2 separate regions of the Mus musculus genome follow, and region 2 is linked to region 1. The links are chromatin contacts, called in public HiChIP or PLAC-seq maps. All regions are on one chromosome and are shown on one strand. Each heading gives the region's core, a stretch centred on a gene start, on an enhancer-like site or on the middle of the called end of the contact. The rest is flanking DNA. Distances are from core to core; before and after follow the strand shown.

Evidence for each region. HiChIP or PLAC-seq counts read pairs in DNA pulled down with a chosen protein or histone mark.
Region 2: an H3K4me3 HiChIP or PLAC-seq map of the SCID.adh cell line shows a contact between it and region 1, with 22 read pairs. The contact joins the enhancer-like site here to the promoter of Sacm1l in region 1. A contact is called at or near these places in 1 of 39 promoter capture datasets (the 3T3-L1 cell line), 1 of 15 datasets of contacts at CTCF or cohesin (CD8 T cells), 4 of 484 Hi-C or Micro-C datasets (the G1E-ER4 cell line, the HPC-7 cell line, macrophages and 1 more), 3 of 115 datasets of contacts at active chromatin or transcription factors (CD8 T cells, the SCID.adh cell line and embryonic stem cells) and 3 of 9 other capture datasets (adipose tissue, liver and pancreatic islet).

The regions. Positions count from the first base shown.
Region 1 is chr9:123,528,286-123,531,339 of GRCm38.p6, reverse strand. It overlaps Sacm1l (SAC1 suppressor of actin mutations 1-like (yeast)), which reads right to left and starts at 1,587. Exons shown (of 20, transcript NM_030692.5): 1 at 1,419-1,587. The coding sequence starts at 1,450. It overlaps n-TRacg2 (a tRNA gene), which reads left to right and starts at 1,843; the gene lies at 1,843-1,915.
Region 2 is chr9:123,575,708-123,578,761 of GRCm38.p6, reverse strand. It overlaps Sacm1l (SAC1 suppressor of actin mutations 1-like (yeast)), which reads right to left. Exons shown (of 20, transcript NM_030692.5): 12 at 1,706-1,785. Among named protein-coding and RNA genes, the nearest start is that of Sacm1l, 47 kb to the right of the region's middle. Within about 2 kb of position 1,526, at least 18 of the 459 cell types and tissues checked have an H3K27ac peak or open chromatin away from gene starts, as enhancers often do. A contact at or near this core is called in the G1E-ER4 cell line and the SCID.adh cell line, where this site is marked.

The sequences.
Region 1 (3,054 bases), core at 338-2,837:
TCTGAACTGGAGAGGATGGTAAGGATGAAGTATGAACACTCTTATTTTTTAATTTTATATATAAAAGAATTATTCACAGAGGTTGAATAACCTGCCCAGGAATCAAGGAGGATGGCTGCCTGTATTGAGGTCTGGCCTGGTGAAACTCAGTGCCTGGGCAGCTCAAAAATAATCTTCCTAATTCTCAAGTTATCCATCTCAATTATTCTTCGATGCAGGAAAACTCAACAATATCCTGTAACCGAAAGCCGAGCTACTTCAAGGCAAGACTCCAAATTGCTTAAACACATCTGAGACCTAGTGTAAGATCATGTTCAGCCCTTCAACAACTATCAGGTGGACAATAACCTAATTTGCCAGTAAAGGACATGTGACTCGGGCCGGACATAGACCAGTAAGTACACTTTGCTTCAACTGTCACCAATAAGGTGATTATTCACTTTACAAAGGAAAACTAATTAAAAGAAATGTGGAAGGAAGGGTGGCGCTGGGCTTTTCAAAGAGAACTGTATGTAGCAAGCAGAAGAGGCATAAAGGGTGAACACAGCAAAACATGAAAAGTGTTGGGCAGATGGCCTCCCTCCAAATTCTGGACTCATAACTTTACACCTTCAGTTATTCATTGGGCGTACCCAAACTACATTTGTTTCCTGCAAACGAACTGGGATGTCTATGTCTAATTAACAGGATAATTTAACTTGGCTTTTCGAAAGTTATATTTGCTTCTGCTACTAAAGGCATTCCCAGACCGTGGTAAATTATTAAAGCGGTTAGGGCGAAGTTATTCACAAACAAGGAGTGTAGGTGCTGAGGGTAACACAAGAGAAATTATCCCCCATCTCCTCTAACCCAGGACGAGCCAAAGAGCTTATAAATGTCTATTTTTTTTTTTTTTTGCACCTCTAAACATCCAGTGGCTGGGCCTCAAAACCTCAAGTCCTGGCTTTGCCAAAACTCAACATTGCTACGCCAAAATAGAGGCGAGCCTACTGTAGCTGTCGACGCAGTCTGTTGGAATAAGCACAGTAAATTCGACCGGCCCTTAGGACATCTGACTAAATTATTGCTGCGCCCTAAGAAGGACCCGTCATTGAGACTCCCAGGCCCAGAAAGCCTGAAACCAAGAGAAAGGTTAGCTCTGCCGGCGGACGTCAGAGCACGCCCGGTGAAAAAGGCCTCTCCCGGAGGCCACCCAGGGAAAGCTGGCTGCAGCCTCCGGTGCTGCGGGCTGCGGCTCGGCTCACCGCGCCAGGTCCAGCGGCGGGCGAGGCTGCGGGACACTGGCCTACGCTGCAGCCAGGCTGGACGGGGAAAGCCCAGCCCGCGAGCTCGGCCGGTGCGGGCCGCACACTCCCGGGCCTCGGCGCCCGCTCGCCCCTCCGCCCTTCCTGTCAGCGGCCGCAGCCCGCGGGACTCACAGCTTCAGATGCTCGTAGGCTGCGGCCGCCATCGTGCAGCTTCCTCCTCTTCGCTCCACCCGCAGTGTAGCCCGCTGCCACCCCGGCTCCGCGGCGACCGCTCCCCAGGCGCGGTGGTCAAGGAGCCTCGGCCTGGCCCCACCCCCTCCCGGGTCCGCCTCTCGGGCGAGCACGGGAGCCGGCGGCGGACAAACCAGTGAGCTGCGAGGCACGCCTCCGATGCGCGGATTGGAGCGGACCAAAGAACGCCGTGACGTCGCCTCTGGGGATTGGTGTAACGCGTTGCAGAGAAAGGCGGAGTCCCGGTAGCTTTGCACTGAGTCGCGACATTCAACAAACCGACCAGACTGAGGTTAGAAGCAGGAAGCATAGTGAAGCTGTGTAATTGGAGATCACTTATCGTGGAGGAGGCCTCCTCAGCACCGGGCCAGTGGCGCAATGGATAACGCGTCTGACTACGGATCAGAAGATTCTAGGTTCGACTCCTGGCTGGCTCGACGTGTGCGATCTTTTTCCTGAACCTTGGAAGGCCTGCTTGAAAAGGATCATAGCTAGATTGTCAAGGTCAAATGTCTTACGTTTTAATGTTGCTTTGCGAAAAAATAATACCTTCTTGGCTGTATTTGAAACCCGGAGTTACCTAAAACGGTTTGCAAGTTTCCTAGCTCCCCTGTTCTTAAAATTGCGCAGGAGTCTGGAAATGTACTCTTACGAAAACACTCTTGAGAGTGGAGGTTTGCAATCAGGGACAGGGACATGCGTGGCCAATGTCTTCCCACCCGATGACGGAAAAATCTCACCGAAAGCTCCTAGCTGGTAGAACACAGACGGCACTGACATGAGAAGGGCGTAGCTTCTGCTCTTCATGATTGGTACAGCGGCCTTGGCTAGCTCCGCTTGCAAAGCCGACCTAGCCTCCACTGCACAAGGAAACCTTAAAAATTCGGGGATTTCGCAGTAAGAGGCCCAGAAAAACGAGTACATGAACATTTTACGTAAGACCTGAGATAGCCAGAAACAGATGTGACGAAGGTGGATCGGGAGCAGGGCTCAGCCTATTCATTAACCAGTCACTCCATGATTAAGTTGTCCTAGAAAACATACCCCACTCCCCAGGAGTTTATTAAAACTGTATCAGATAAAGGAAATTATTGGGGCAGAATTAGACCAAGGACCAAGGGGTGTGGCTCACTCCTGCAGTCCATACTGCTGGATATAGACCAGGCCAAATGGCTGCCTTTGCTTTCCAGAGTACTGGAATTTAAGGTACAAGATACCATACCAGGCTTCTACACTTCTGAGGATTTAGTTTGCTTTTAATGAAGTTATAGTGGGTTGTTTCTCGAGACCGGGTTTCCCTGTGTAGTTTTGACTGTCCTGGAACTTGCTCTGTAACCAGGCTGGCCTCCAACTCAGAGATCCCTGCCTCTGCCTCCTGAATACTGGTGTAAAAGCACGCACCACTACTGCCCAGCTAACAGTATTTTTTGTTTGCTCTTTAATTTTTTGTCTGAGATTTGAGATCATTAATATGCATTGTTGTCAGTTTTAGCACTTAAAAAAAATGAGGGTTTTTTTTTTTTGTTTTGTTGTGTGTTTTGTTTTGAAGGGTGTGTGTGATGTGTGTACGTGCAGA
Region 2 (3,054 bases), core at 277-2,776, 47 kb before region 1:
TACACACATTCACACACACACATACACACACACCTCTCCCATGCTCATATATGGTGAAGGACATATTAATTAAATTATAAGATAAAATTTATTTTTATGTTATTCTAGAGGCCTGCAGATAATATCAGAGAAACAGAGCAAATGTGAGTGAAGCAGAGAAGTTGTGAAGTACTGAAGTGTACACTTCAGGAGGGGTACAAACAACTGAATAACACGTATTTTCTATCCCTGTATGCAAACAATGTGGTTCCTTCTCACCATTTTCCAGATCAGTATGTTCAAAGTACTGAAACTCAGCTCAGTCCATAGTGGATTAGGCTGGGTATCTGTTGTATACTAGGGGTTGTAAGACGTGCAGGGAAGCAAGACGGTCCCTGTAGTGTTAGCTACTGCCCAACTCAACCACCCCCATCCCCCCAAAAATCACAATCACTTTCCTTTACCAACATCTATACATGCATATGTATGTGCAGAGAAAATTTTGTCAATCTTTACAATAACCTAATATTTAAGAAGTGCAACTCTAGAGCCAGGTTATATCTAAATGTGACAGTGTCCTACCATTCCCTTGAGAAGGGGGAAAATCATTAGCCAAGCCCTGACTGTCAGTGGAGAAGACTGGCTACATGAAGTCTGGCATATACCCCAACTTCCTGCTTAGGATCACAGCGAGCAGGAGGCCTGGAAGGACTGTGCTCCCATCTGAAGAGTGAAAATGCAGACGTGTAGCAAACGCTGCCTTACTCTAGCTACAGAGTACAGGGCTCTGCGTGTAACAGGCTCTACCACCTCAATGGTTCTTAAGAGAGAACCACACCCCAGAGATTAGCACAAAAATACATGTGGGCCAGTGACAGGAAGCAAGGACGGGATCTTAAAAGGTAACCTCAATAAAAGTAGCACTATAAGTTATTTTAGTGCTATGATCAGAATTATCAGCTATAACCTTGGTTTTAACAGACCATCACACAGAGTATCTAAAACCACTGCCTTGTGACTTATTAGACAGGCAAAGATACTGCTTCCGATAAGAGTACTACACAAGCTAAACTGACCCAACCCGTGCAGTGGTAAAGACCACATCAAGATAAAAACTGAAATTCACGAGGCTGAAGAGATGGTGCAACAGCTAAGGGCATTGCTTGCTTTTCTAAAAGAGCCAGGTTTGATTACCAGTAACCACATGGCAGCTCACGACCATCTGTTACCCCCTCTAGGGCATTGAGTTCATGTTCCGGCTTCAGTGGGCAGAGCATGCATGCTCTGTTTAAAAGTATTTAAAACAAAAACCTACATTCCTGACCTAATAGGCCATTGCTTTGCAAAACTTTGGTGAGATTTTAACTGGGACCAAACATAAAATTACTCTGTAAAGTAAATTGTATCAGAGAAAATTTCAAACCAACCAAAAGTAAAATTATGCTTTTATCTGGTACTAAAAATATGCAAAAGCAGAGGACGAGAGTGATGGCTCAGCAGTCACAAGCACTTGCTGGTCTTCCAGATGACTCATATTCAGTAACCAGCATCCGTATTGGCTTGCTTACGTCTAACCTCCATGGGCACTCCACATGTGTGTACACACACACACACATACACACACCACACACATTTTTTAGATGCAAGTTGAAATATAATAGCATACTCTTTATATTCATACACATAATGTGCCTTGGAAGGATCTACAATGACATCCATGAGATACCTGATCATCCCACTTCCCAAGGAGGACACCATGTTTGCGAATGTTTGCTCAAGTGGTTTCTCTGATCCCTTGTGGTTCACCTGTGAAAAATTTAAAACAGCATGATTTTCTATTTAGATAGTGATGCCAGAAAAATAACAAGCACACTCTAATCTTTCATTTTGGCACAGAAACACCAGAAAGAAGAGGAACTCATCTGAACCCACTTTGTAGGACCTAGGGAAATGCAATCAAAGTTTACAGCAACAGTAAAAGTCTATCAAGAAAAGGCCACCTTCCACCCACAGAATACTGTCCTTTCTCCTCCACCACACAGGGTGATGAGTTCTGTGGGAAACACTAGCAATCTTGTTTCTTGCTCTCTTTGTCAAACCAGTAGATGCAGCCGATGTACACAAAACTGTACATACATGAAGGACTAAATTATCTGTGCTGTGTAACTGAATGAAGGTCAAAAAATATTGGACTGATTGTAAAAGCTACAGCTTCACTCTTACCCAGTGGAGACCTGGAGCAAGAGAGTCTTTCTGGACAGACACATAAAACAGGCCACCTAAAGTCCAGCAAGCCAAGTGATGCTCGTTAGAAAAAAGGGACATTCAGAGGCAGCAGTATATATGAAAGACTTCAGGAAATCACTTCCATACTCAGGCAAGAAACTGTCCAGAAAAATCCTACTACTGCAGACATCACTGCCCACTGCTCTCTAGCTTTGAAACTTATCTGGCTGGCAGGCAAATAGATGGCTGTCTCAGAACAGAGTCAGTTTGTAAAGAATGTTGTTATTTTATTCTTTTGTCTTTTCTCAATTCCTAAAATTCAATGAAATCTGGAAAAACATTAGCTGAACATACTAAAAGAGTCTTCAGTGAGCATATATGATGAGGAAAATCTTTGCAAAAGAGTCTGGAAAAGGTCTCACAATCAAATGGGTCACTATGATCTTTAAAAATCAAAAAACCAAAACAACAAAACCAACTGCAACCAGGCCTGGAAAGAAACCTGACCCCAGTGTTACCACATTATAATAATCTAAAATATAATTTTTAAGGAAATAGCCATACAAAGAAACAGGGAAAAAATGTCTTATCCAATACACCAAAATTTAAGATAAAATAAACAACGATAAAGGGGAATTCCATTACTGCAAATGCAAATAATAAAAACAAACAAAGAGACAAAGCTAGCTGGGTGTGGTACAACATGCTTTTGATTCTAGCACCCAGGAGACAGAGGCAGGCAAATCTGAGTTCAATTCCCAGCACCCACATAGTGCCTCCCAACCATCTATATAGTTCCGGGGGACCTGATGATAGTGTCTAGCTTCTGTGGGCACCAGGCACACACAG